2 separate regions of the Mus musculus genome follow, and region 1 is linked to region 2. Evidence: chromatin contacts called from public HiChIP or PLAC-seq data. All regions are on one chromosome and are shown on one strand. The core of a region is the stretch at or near the end of the contact, and the rest is flanking DNA. Distances in the headings are between cores, read along the strand shown. Region 1 overlaps Pard3 (par-3 family cell polarity regulator). Region 2 overlaps Pard3 (par-3 family cell polarity regulator).

The links. HiChIP or PLAC-seq counts read pairs in DNA pulled down with a chosen protein or histone mark.
Region 1: a FOXA1 HiChIP or PLAC-seq map of pancreatic cancer cells shows a contact between it and region 2. The contact joins two enhancer-like sites. A contact is called at or near these places in 1 of 115 datasets of contacts at active chromatin or transcription factors (pancreatic cancer cells) and 2 of 9 other capture datasets (adipose tissue and liver).

The regions. Positions count from the first base shown.
Region 1 is chr8:127,306,095-127,311,610 of GRCm38.p6, reverse strand. It overlaps Pard3 (par-3 family cell polarity regulator), which reads right to left. Exons shown (of 25, transcript NM_001309391.1): 4 at 5,103-5,281. Among named protein-coding and RNA genes, the nearest start is that of Gm9909, 150 kb to the left of the region's middle. Within about 2 kb of position 2,105, at least 23 of the 459 cell types and tissues checked have an H3K27ac peak or open chromatin away from gene starts, as enhancers often do. A contact at or near this core is called in pancreatic cancer cells, where this site is marked.
Region 2 is chr8:127,142,163-127,147,597 of GRCm38.p6, reverse strand. The region is part of intron 1 of Pard3 (par-3 family cell polarity regulator); the gene reads right to left. Among named protein-coding and RNA genes, the nearest start is that of Pard3, 81 kb to the right of the region's middle. Within about 2 kb of position 1,332, at least 38 of the 459 cell types and tissues checked have an H3K27ac peak or open chromatin away from gene starts, as enhancers often do. A contact at or near this core is called in pancreatic cancer cells, where this site is marked.

The DNA of each region.
Region 1 (5,516 bases), core at 856-3,355, 160 kb before region 2:
CTGTAAAATTTACAAGTTAAATTCAGCAAGTTTAACACAAAAGCCAGTTCTAAAAGATGAAATAAGACCAAGATACTTGGAAATGGATAAAGACTGAGAATTTTAAAGTCGGTATTGCCTACCTGGTATTATTTCATGGTCTAAGCTTCTAAGAAAGCTGGTGTAGCTAACTCTTTCCTTTGAACCTTATGTGGCTTTGGAGGTATTCGTGAAAGACTCAGCTTCAATCTGAATTTTTACTTGATATGTGGTAAAGTAACATATTCCAGATCACCTTTAAACTTCATAATTTTAAGTACAAATTGTATGATTTAAAGTGCAGGGAGGCCGGTTCTATCCTAAATGTAGCAGGGAGACGAATGAAATACGGCTGATGGTAGGACCAGGTGAGCAGTCAGGCTACTGTCCTGATGATTATAACCATCACTAACCAAAAGCTCCTAATGGAACCGAGTTGAATTTAAAGTCTTTTAATACATAAAACAGAGGGAAACTCATAGGTATAGAATGCTTCAGCAGGAAAAACAAACAAACAAACAAAAACATTTCAAATGTTGCAACAGCAGACTAAGATCTGGAAGGGACTTCTGTATAGAACTCTTCAACAGGAAAAAAAATGCTACAAATGTTGCAAAGAGCAGACTAAGATCTGGGTCTGTTGTCAGGAGCGTGGGTTGAGGTGGTTTGGGGATTACTACAGCACCTGCCACTGAACTGCGCTCACTTGTCAGATTCTTCTTCATAGCCAGCTGCTCAAGGGTACTAAGATATTATGCTTTATATACGTGTGTACAAGTGCATGTGTGTTCATGCTCGTGTATAGGAATGGATTTGAATATATGTAGGTTCACATGGGTGGAGGCCAGAGGTCAACCTTGTTTGTCTTGTCCTGTCCTCAGACACTGTCCACAGGATCTCTCATTGGAAAGAGGCTGAGCTAATAAAATAAATTAATTTTAATTGATTTGAATTTGAAAATGATTAAGTGTATATCGAAGTATGAAAAGAAGCTAAATGTCACAAAAGCAAATATATGTTCCAGAATCTGTTCTGCTATGATTATTGTTCTCCCGTGTTCTCGTTCTCTCTCTCTCTCTCTCTCTCTCTCTCTCTCTCTCTCTCTCTCTCTCTCTCTCTCTCTCTCTCTCTCCCCCCTCCCCTCCCCTCCCCCATTTCTCAAAGAAAAAGAGGTAGCAGAGGCCTAAGTTAGAAATCTCCTTTCCAAGTGGCTCAATGTGTCAGGTAGTCTTCCAGAGACTGCCCTACCTGGGGATCCATCCCATATACAGGCACCCAACCCAGACACTATTGTGAATGCGAACAAGTAAGTGCTTGCTGACAGAAGCCTAATATAACTGTCTCCTGACTCTACCAGTGCCTGACGAACACAGAGGTGGATGTTCTCAGCAAACCATTGGACTGAGCACAGAGGAGCTAGAAAAAAGACCCTAAGGAGCTGAAGGGGTTTGCAGTCCCATAGGAGGAACAACAGTATGAACCAACCAGTACCCCCAGAGCTCCCAGGGACTAAACCACCAACCAAAGAAAACGCATGGTGGGACTCATGGCTCCAGCTGCATATGTAGCAGAGGATGGCCTAGTCAGTCATCAATGGGAGGAGAGGCCCTTGGTCCTGTGAAGGCTCTATGCCCCAGTGTAGGGGAATGCCAGGGCCAGGAAGCAGGAATGGATGGGTTGGTGAGCAGGGGGAGGGAGGAAGGGATAGGGGGTCTTGGAGGGGAAACCAGGAAAGGGGATAACATTTGAAATATAAATAAAGAAAATATCTAATAATAATAATAAAGAAAGAATACTCAGCATAGTCACTAAGAAATAAGAAAGCTAAAGGGTAAGAAGCATTCAAAACTTACTCTCTCTCTCTGGCTCTCTCCCTCTCTCTCTCCCTCCCTCAAAGATCAATAGATTCTTAAAATGCTATAGAGGGCAGAGTGAGGTGTTTTTATTACCTCTCTCTTCCCCCTCCACTAATTGGATAAGGGTTTTTCTTGGAAATTTGCCAGCTCGCAGTTTCATGCTAAATCTACTGCTGTTTAATTTCTGAGGGAGGAGGTAAATGACTCATGGATGTGTCAATATACCATGAGACCTCTGCTTTCTCACCACACAGTGACAGTGTAGTCTTACCCACTCAACTGCCTGCTAGTAGGCTCTGCTAAGTGCCTCCTACTTAGGTAGGTAGATAGGTAGGTAGGTAGGTAGGTAGGTAGGTAGGTAGATGATTGATTGAGATAGAAAAATGTTTTATAGTACTAATGACATACAATTTAAATTATTTTTACTTTCATTTTATGTGTATTGGTGTTTTGCCTGCATACATTTCTGTGTACCACCCATATATCTGTGCCCATGGAGGCCAGAAAAAGGCATCAAATCTACTGCATAATTTAACAGACTCCAGTTGAGAGCCACCATGTGGGTGACAGAAGTCAAACCTGGATCCTCTGTAAGAGCAGTTAGTGCTCTTAACCACTGAGTCATCTTGCCAGTCCCCAGTATATAATGTAGACAAGATTAGTAAATTAATAATTGAGAAGTTAAACAAGAGAAACACAATGTTACCCACTATCTCTCTGTATCCCCTGTGAGGACACAATGTCATCTAGGGGTTAGTATGGATCCAGATCTTTGCTTTGGGGAGTGTGGCCGTGTGTACCCCTGAGCATTCTTCTGTGTGGTAGAGAAAAGGCTTGTTGGACATGTCACCATTTCTAAGAAAGACAATCAAGGTTGTGTACCAATATGGATATTTACAATGTGAGAAGAGATAGATAAATAAATGTCCGAGAAAGGGGTCGTAAATCAGAGCACACTGTACAGTGGAATATTTCATTGTTTAAAAATGTTCTCTAATAAAATTCAAAAGGAAAAATCTTCGTAGTAGAAGAAAAATGTGGAAATACTGAATATGCAGGTATGCAGAGCTGACATAGAAGGACATGTATGTGTGTGTGTGCATGTGGCACATGTATGCATGTGTGTGCACATGTGTGTGCACAAATGTGTGTATGTGTGTGTTTGTGTGTGCGCGCGCACGTGTGCGTGTGTTTGTTCATTCACTGATACCCCCAACCAAATTCTAATCAAGTCTAATGCCTCTTGGCCATGAGATCTGATAAAAGGTTGTCTGGGGTGGGTGGCTGCCCACCGTTGACATCTCCATGCTGGAGACTTTACATTATCCTATTCTCCTGGTTTCCCAGGTGTTCCACCATGACAGATACATATTATTTACTACAAAGGCAGAAGTGCATTTGGTTAATTATTCTAAGCGTCTCAATATGCCCCTTGCATGCCGTGCTCTGCCGCAGAGGTGGGAAGGAGGATGATGGCTCCCTGGAGTCTCAGCAAGTAAGAGTCTGCATACAAATTATTCTGCCGGTCTGAATCTAGTGGTGGGAAATTTCCCAATAATTCTAAGTATTAAGGCCTTTCATGTTTCAAATATGAACAAAGCAGATCTGTCTGCTGCCACTACACCTAACTCAAGTGCCAAAGATACTGATTTACCAACAGAAACCCTGTGACACTCACACAACTAGCCTGCCAACCATGACTGGATGAAACTTAAATATTTTTTTTTAACTATAAACTTCATTAGCTTATAAATTTGTAAATACTTATAGAAGTGAATTCTGACAAATATTAAATACCGGGAGGCCTATTCAGGGATGTGTTTTGCTTCTTTGGACAGTTCACTTCAAGTCCTCGCAGGCTTAAGCTGCCCTAAACAAGAAGGCAACCTCATGTGGTTCCTTAGAGAGTCTTTGAGAGTAAGGCTAACAGCTAAATCCACAGGTACCAACAACCCAAAGCAACATTTCCTTCTATATTTGCCCTTTAAGACTCATGTTGGTTTTTATTATTACATTGTCATTGTGCTGGGGACTGAAGCCATGCAACAGCCCTCCCTCAGAACTATACCACTTGCCTAATTCTTCTTATTTCATTCATATATATATATATATATATATATCCCCCAAGGTTTTTACTTCCACTTGAACTAATACTAATAAAGACAAGAGTCTGTCAGAATGTAAAACACGATTAAAAGAAACTTCACTAGGAACTTTTACAGAAATGCAAAGAGTAAGTCAAAGCAATACAATAATCTCAAGCTACGCCCACTTTGATATTACTGTGACTGGTGCTATGTGCTAACACCTTCACGTTCCTCACGCCACGCTGTGTGAAATTACTGGTTACAGTGAAATACATTCACAGACTCTTGTTCTGGAGATATACCCATGAAAAAATGAAAACATGGCTTAAAGTTCATTACGAGATTAGAGACATGGCAGAACAGAAGGGGGTTCTATAGGACTGGGTGATAAAGGGCACTGAAAACAAGGTTAATAGACTAAAGTGTATTTACTGGGCTAAGTAACTGAGGTCAAAAGAGCAAGTTACACAATGACCAGACAGCACAATTCCACTCTGAACAAAGAAAAACATGGGTTAAATGATGAAAGAAACAGATTAAAACACACAAATTGTACTTTTATGCTTCTGGGCCTATGATGTTCTCAGTTTTTAGATACGTTTTCTCAACCAATGTAGGGTTCTGCTCATTTGTGCATAAAATATCTCCAGAAGGTCATACAGAAAGCAGGAAGAAGAAATATCTAGGAAGAGAGAAGAGAAAAAACCCAGAAACAAAAAAGGAAAGGTGCTTTATAGGGAATGCTTTGTGTTTGAGTTTTTCTTCAGTAGCTGTTTTTATAGATTAGCGTTAAAGGACTTCCCTATAGTGTTAAGGCCTTGGCTCCCATCCCTGGAACTGAGGAAGACGAAAGGGGAGGGGCATAGGCATGAGAAAGGGGTGGGGCTACCTTTTTAATCCTACTGATATATTATCATTTCAAAACACGGATCCATCAGAAGATCATACTCAATGCACAGCACTGAATTTCATCAAAAAAAAAATGTAAACAAACTATACATTAGTGTCTCTACACACGGATGAGAAAATCAGTAATGCTCACACAGGGCCACAGCACATGCCCAAGGAGCCCATGGCCACACTTGACTGGCACCAAGGACAGAAGAAGCCAAGGGTTATAGAAATGAGTGGAGGTGTTTACCTTCCTGTCGCAGGTTTTGGGACTTCCAGCGGTGTTCTGCTTGAGAAAGCCAGCTGTCGTGGACCAGCGGGTGGGGTTTTTCCTGGAGGGCTCCTCTGAGGAAAAGTTGTTATCACTGACAGAAGTGGAAAGGCCAGTTAAAGCTGGGTCGCTGCTCCGGCGGACATGAAGAGGCATATCTACACAGGCAAAGAGAAGATTGGACTTAGCAGAAATGAACAACCACGTTGGGATAGATGCATTTGATCCGAAGACTTTTTTTTTTTTAATTTTGTAATTTAAAGCTTAATCACATTTATTTATTGCGTGTCTGCGTATATATGTGGGTGTGTCTGTGTCACAGCACACGTGTGGAGGTTGGAAAACAGCTTGCACTAATTGAGTGTCTCCTATCATGTGGGATTGAAGGATTGA
Region 2 (5,435 bases), core at 83-2,582:
AATATTTTTAAAACAACAACAGCAATAAAATCCTTTCTCAGGTTACCCAGTCACAAACACACGTGGCAATCCCATACACCTGGATATCCTAAACAGAACTGAATCCAGAGAAATACTTCTCAACTGAGGGAAGTAACCTGTACAGACACCAAGCATGCGGAAGGCCCGATACCTACCTCTGCTTTCCTCCTTGGAAGCCTGGGCAAGCACTGAGTCAGCTGTAGCTTATGGCTCTTCCACTCAAACTCAGCCCAGCCCACCCTGGGAGGGCTCTGGGTCGAGGTCCGACAGCACCACATGGTCACAATACCAGTGGAGACCAAGGCAGGGCCCCTAGACACTGGTGCTCCGCGTGTAACTCCCAACAGCCATGAGAGGGTGGCCAGCCCAGGCTAGGAGGTACCTAGGGCCACTGTTGCCAGAAATGGAGTTCTCTGTCCTCCCAGAGGACTCTAATCCCCAGACAAGGGAGGGATCTGTGATGGTATCTTCAAAGGAATGCCAAGACAGGGGTGTCCCTTCCTGTGGCTCTGCCATCTACTGACAAGGAACACAACAGTCAGGGCAGAGTAGTAGAGGCTCACAAGCAAGACCTCCACATGCCTGTCTCGGTCTGTCCCTGCAGACCAAGGTGCTGGGCTCTCCTATCTCCCATTATGTTTGTGCTTGTTTACACCTCCTGGAAAGGCAGGCTCATTCCTCCCACTGTGCTGTTCTTTCCCACACTCCACTTCCTGGCATAGATCTGTTTCTCCCTGGCACTGGTCAGCAATCCACGTTTATCTATCCCAGTCAGTCCACCACAGATGAGATGGCAGAAACCTCCTGCTGGAAACACATTTATTACCATTTATTTGCCATTTATTACCCTGACAAATATTTAGATAGCACTCTTTAACTCAGTGGGGATGCTGGACACCAGATAAGCCCCCCACCTTCCCAGAGACAGCCCTGCCTTTATTCTCAGCCAGAAATAATGGACTTTTGGATATATTTTATTAATTCTTGAATAACGTCACATCATGTCTTTCGCTCATGTTTATCACCCTCTCAACTCCTCCCAGATCCACCCATGCCTTTCCACCATGCCCCCAATTTCCTGTCCTCCTTTTACTTTTAATTTTTTTTAACTACCCAATCTTACTCATTTTATGCTGTCCATATATATACTCCTGGGCGTGGAGCCTCCCACAAGTTGACCTACCAGAAGTCATATCCCTAAGGAAAGTGTCCATGACTCCTCTGTTAGTGATATAGGCTAGGAAACCCCTGCCCACTCCGTGCTGGAAAACTGGCTGGCTTGATTCTGTTTGGGTCCTTTGCAGGCAACCACAGCTGCTGTGCCGTGATAAGCACATTGGCCCTGTCCCATCCAGAAGATGCTGTGATGACCCAATATCTAGCTCTTATCCTCTCTCTCTCTCTCTCTCTCCCTCCCTCCCTCCCTCCCTCCCTCCCTCCGTCTCCTTCCCTCTTCCTCTCCTTTCCTCCTTCCTACCCTCTGTCTCTGTCTCTCTCCCTCCTTCCTTCTCTCTATGCCTCCTTCCCTCCGTCTCTTTCTCTCTATCTGTCTCTCCCTCCCTCCCTCCCTCCTCCCCCACCCATACACACACACACACACACACACACACAAAACACTGGTCCTTAAAATCATTCTATGCCCTCTTCAATGATGGTACCTGAGTTCAGGGGCAAGTGCATGGGAAATGCCCTTTCAGTGGCTGGTTTTGACCTATTATTAACACTTGTTCTGAAATAAGGGAATTCTTTAATAAGGGCTAACCCTATAAACCTTTTCTGAACAGCTTACAGTGACATATTTAGGAATATCTTTGTTACAAAATTAAAGAAAATGGAGCCTATGAATTGGAGAGTGAGCAAGGGGGGATTATGGGGAGGATTACAGAAAGGAAACAGAAGGGGGAATGGATTCTGAAATTATGTTTTAATTACGATTTTTTTAAAAAAAAAAAAGTTTTTAAAACATACTTACAGAGCAGAATGACAGCCCCAAATACTGGGTTATCACCTATCCCACCGGCTTTAGAAACCAGACCAGCCTCCCCAAGTCACATTCCCGAGCACACTTAAAGTTCCTTATAAAACCCTGCTTGGAAACAAAGAAACAAATTAGCTGTGTAGGAACTCCAAAGGATGTAATTACACAGCTGATAATTAGGAAACAGACTTCCTCAAATGACAACACTGGAAACTACAACATTATCAGATGAGGGAGGGACACTGGAGCAAAACAGGTTTGGGAGGTTCAGCCACAGAAGTAAACAGTGGTGAGAGCCAGCATTGCAGGGGCAGAGATGAGAGTGGGGACTTAGTGGGGACAGAATCCGAGCTGGGGCTTATAGAGACAGCCAGAGTGGGGGTGGGCAGTCTACAAATACAGAGATACAACAGCGGCTTCGTGGCATATCCAGAAAGTGACAACAATGTCTGGATGAGCACACAGACTCTCTACAGGTCAAGCAGATGGAGGCAATTCTTCTATTACTGTTCCCTCCTCTCAGGAGACTCTAATTGTATCAAGTTCACAAAAAGTAACCACACACTATTGTGTCTACAACATCCTCTGTGGACATACACATTGTGTCTACAACATTCTCTGTCGGACATATACATAAACATAAATAGTTACAACAGGGTTCTGAGCTCTGTGGAGCCACCACCTGGGAAGCTTTCCAAACCCAAGATTCCAGCTCTTCCAGCCCCCGGCAGACTCTTAAGGTGAAAACCATCAGACATATTGAGGAATCCCCGCATGGCAGCTCCTGCTGACCCACCCACTTCCTGAGGACTCACTGAACCTCAGCCACAGGCAGAGATAACACAGCATTTTGTGTGCACACACCTCTAGCCAATTAAGAACAGCCCTGGTGCAGTTCCATGGTTGAGTGTGTACACAGCATGAGCAAGGCTCTGAGTTCTGTCCCCAGCACCAACGAAGAATAAAAACAAAAACCTGTCACCCAGTCTGAAGGAAACACTTTAGAATACATGGGTACAACCAGATCTCCGTGACTTAAAAGCAACAAGTGAGTAAAGATTTCAAAAAGGACACCCCGTTACAGAAACCAAACACCACCACACAGATAAGAGGACCCCCCCCCCAGAACCCCGAGATGCTGAAGACAAAGCAAGAATGCTTTCTAAGGAACCATCATTTCATTCCAACAGGGAGAATGTGAGGGCTCAGAACACTCCCAGTGTGTGAACAGGACCTCCACATGGCCTGGGCCTGAGCACCAATGCTTCCACTCACTGCATCCTCTCTTTCGGAGAGATGATGGCAAACCCCACAAGTCAAGAACAGAGCGGAGAGCCCACTGCTCAGGATCCAACCTGTGAACACTGCCATTGCTGCTTTGTGTTAAACAACTGTAATAAGAAGGTGCCCACCTGGTATGCAGCAAGAACCACAACATACCCAAAACTTACAGGTATAGGGCGGAGAGCAGAGGAGAAATCCCAATAAGTTCAAAAACTATAAGGAGTGTTTGAATATTTTACTGGATTCCTCCTAAAGGAGTTCAATCTTTCCAGTTAAAACCCCCACCCCTTGGCGTGTTTAAAAGCTCCTTGAGTTTAATAGCTCCTTAAACACTCCCTGAGTAGTCTGCCTGTAGTAGCTCTTCCTGTTTATCAGAAGACTAAAATAACCAGCCGGTCAACAAGACGAGACAAGGAAACAAAACTTGATTGACGACTGAGGAGGCCACAAATATGTGCCAGTGAGTTCCAGGGGAAACCACCAGCCAGAAGCCACCCTCGAGAACATTCATGTGACAGCAAACAGGCCATCCCCTGCCACCTCCAGCTACCCTTCAACCTCTGCCCCTCAGCCAAGATCTCTTAAGCAGTCTGAGTAAGACTTGCACCCTGAACTCATGAACGTCAAGATTCAGCTCTCGAGTCCCAGCAGTGTAACAGGTGTGCACCAGTGACTCAATTAACATAAAAATCAGCACACAACACTTGTGAACGAAGCATCAGAGCTTGCGCACTGGTAACCCAGAATGGAAAACCACTCGTGGGTGAGCCTGGAGGATACAGTGTAGTATGTTTGCTTCTATGAGAAGCCTAAGGTTTCTTCCCGTACAGGCCTGCCCATAGTCACCTAACATTCCTGCAAAAACTTGTCTTTCTTTTGTTTGAACATTCAAAGAATAGAGTTGGCACCAAATAAATATTCATCTTGGGGCACAAAGCACATTAGAAATAAACTGTCCTGGGCTGGAGAGATGGCTCAGAGGTTAAGAGCACCAACTGTTCTTCCAGAGGTCCTGAGTTCAATTCCCAGCAACCACATGGTGACTCATAACCATCTGTAATGGGATCTGATGCCCTCTTCTTGTGTGTCTAAAGACAGTGACAGTGTACTCATATACATAAAATAAATAAATAAACCTGAAACAAACAAACTCCTTCATAAGTCCAGTGTGCATTATGGACCTTCTTTTTTAGTGCTGATTTTCTGGACGGATGGGTGGATGGATGGATGCATGGATAAGTGGGTGGATGGGGAAGAGAAAACCTCTGGAGGCTGAAAAGATGGCCCAGTAGTTAAGAGTACTTTCTCCAGTATCTAAGAAGACTAGAGTTTAGACCCCAGCACCCATTAACAAGCTAGGCTTCTCTGCAACCTGTGACCTCAGCTTGTGAAGGTGGCACAGAAAGGTGTGGACAGTGATAGAAGGATCATGACCCCTAAGGCTTGCTGGCTTGCAATCAAGTTGAGAAAGCAGGATTAGGGAGAGACGCTGGAGTAAGGGAGACCCTGGGAGGAGGGAGAGGAGACCCTGCCTCAAACGGAAAAGGCAAAGAATGACAAAAAACACATGACTCTACTTCTTGCCTCCAAGAATACACAGCCACATGCACAGGCATGCACACACACACATGCACATAGGTACACACACAGGCACACATCTAGACACATACGAAAGTAAGTCTTTCTTAAAATTCCTTGAAATAATGCTACCTTGTACTAGAAAAAAGAATTCTTAAGACAGGCATAGTGAGCTGGAGAAATGGCTCAGTAGTTAAGAGCACCAACAGCCCTTCCAAAGGTCCTGAGTTCAAATCCCAGCAACCACATGGTGGCTTGCAACCATATGTTACGAGATCTGACTCCCTCTTCTGGAGTATCTGAAGAGAGCAACAGTGTACTTACATATAATAAATATATCTTTTGAAAGAAAGAAAGAAAGAAAGAAAGAAAGAAAGAAAGAAAGAAAGAAAGAAAGAAAGAAAGAAAGAAAGAAAGAAAGAAAGGCAGGCATAGTGGTATACAAATGTAATACCAGCACTTGGGAGGCTGAGGCAGGAAAATCATGAGCTTCAGGTCAACCTGGCATGTGTAAGGAGACTATATGACACAAGTTCCGAAGAAGAGAGGGAGGAAGGGATGAGAAAAACGAAAA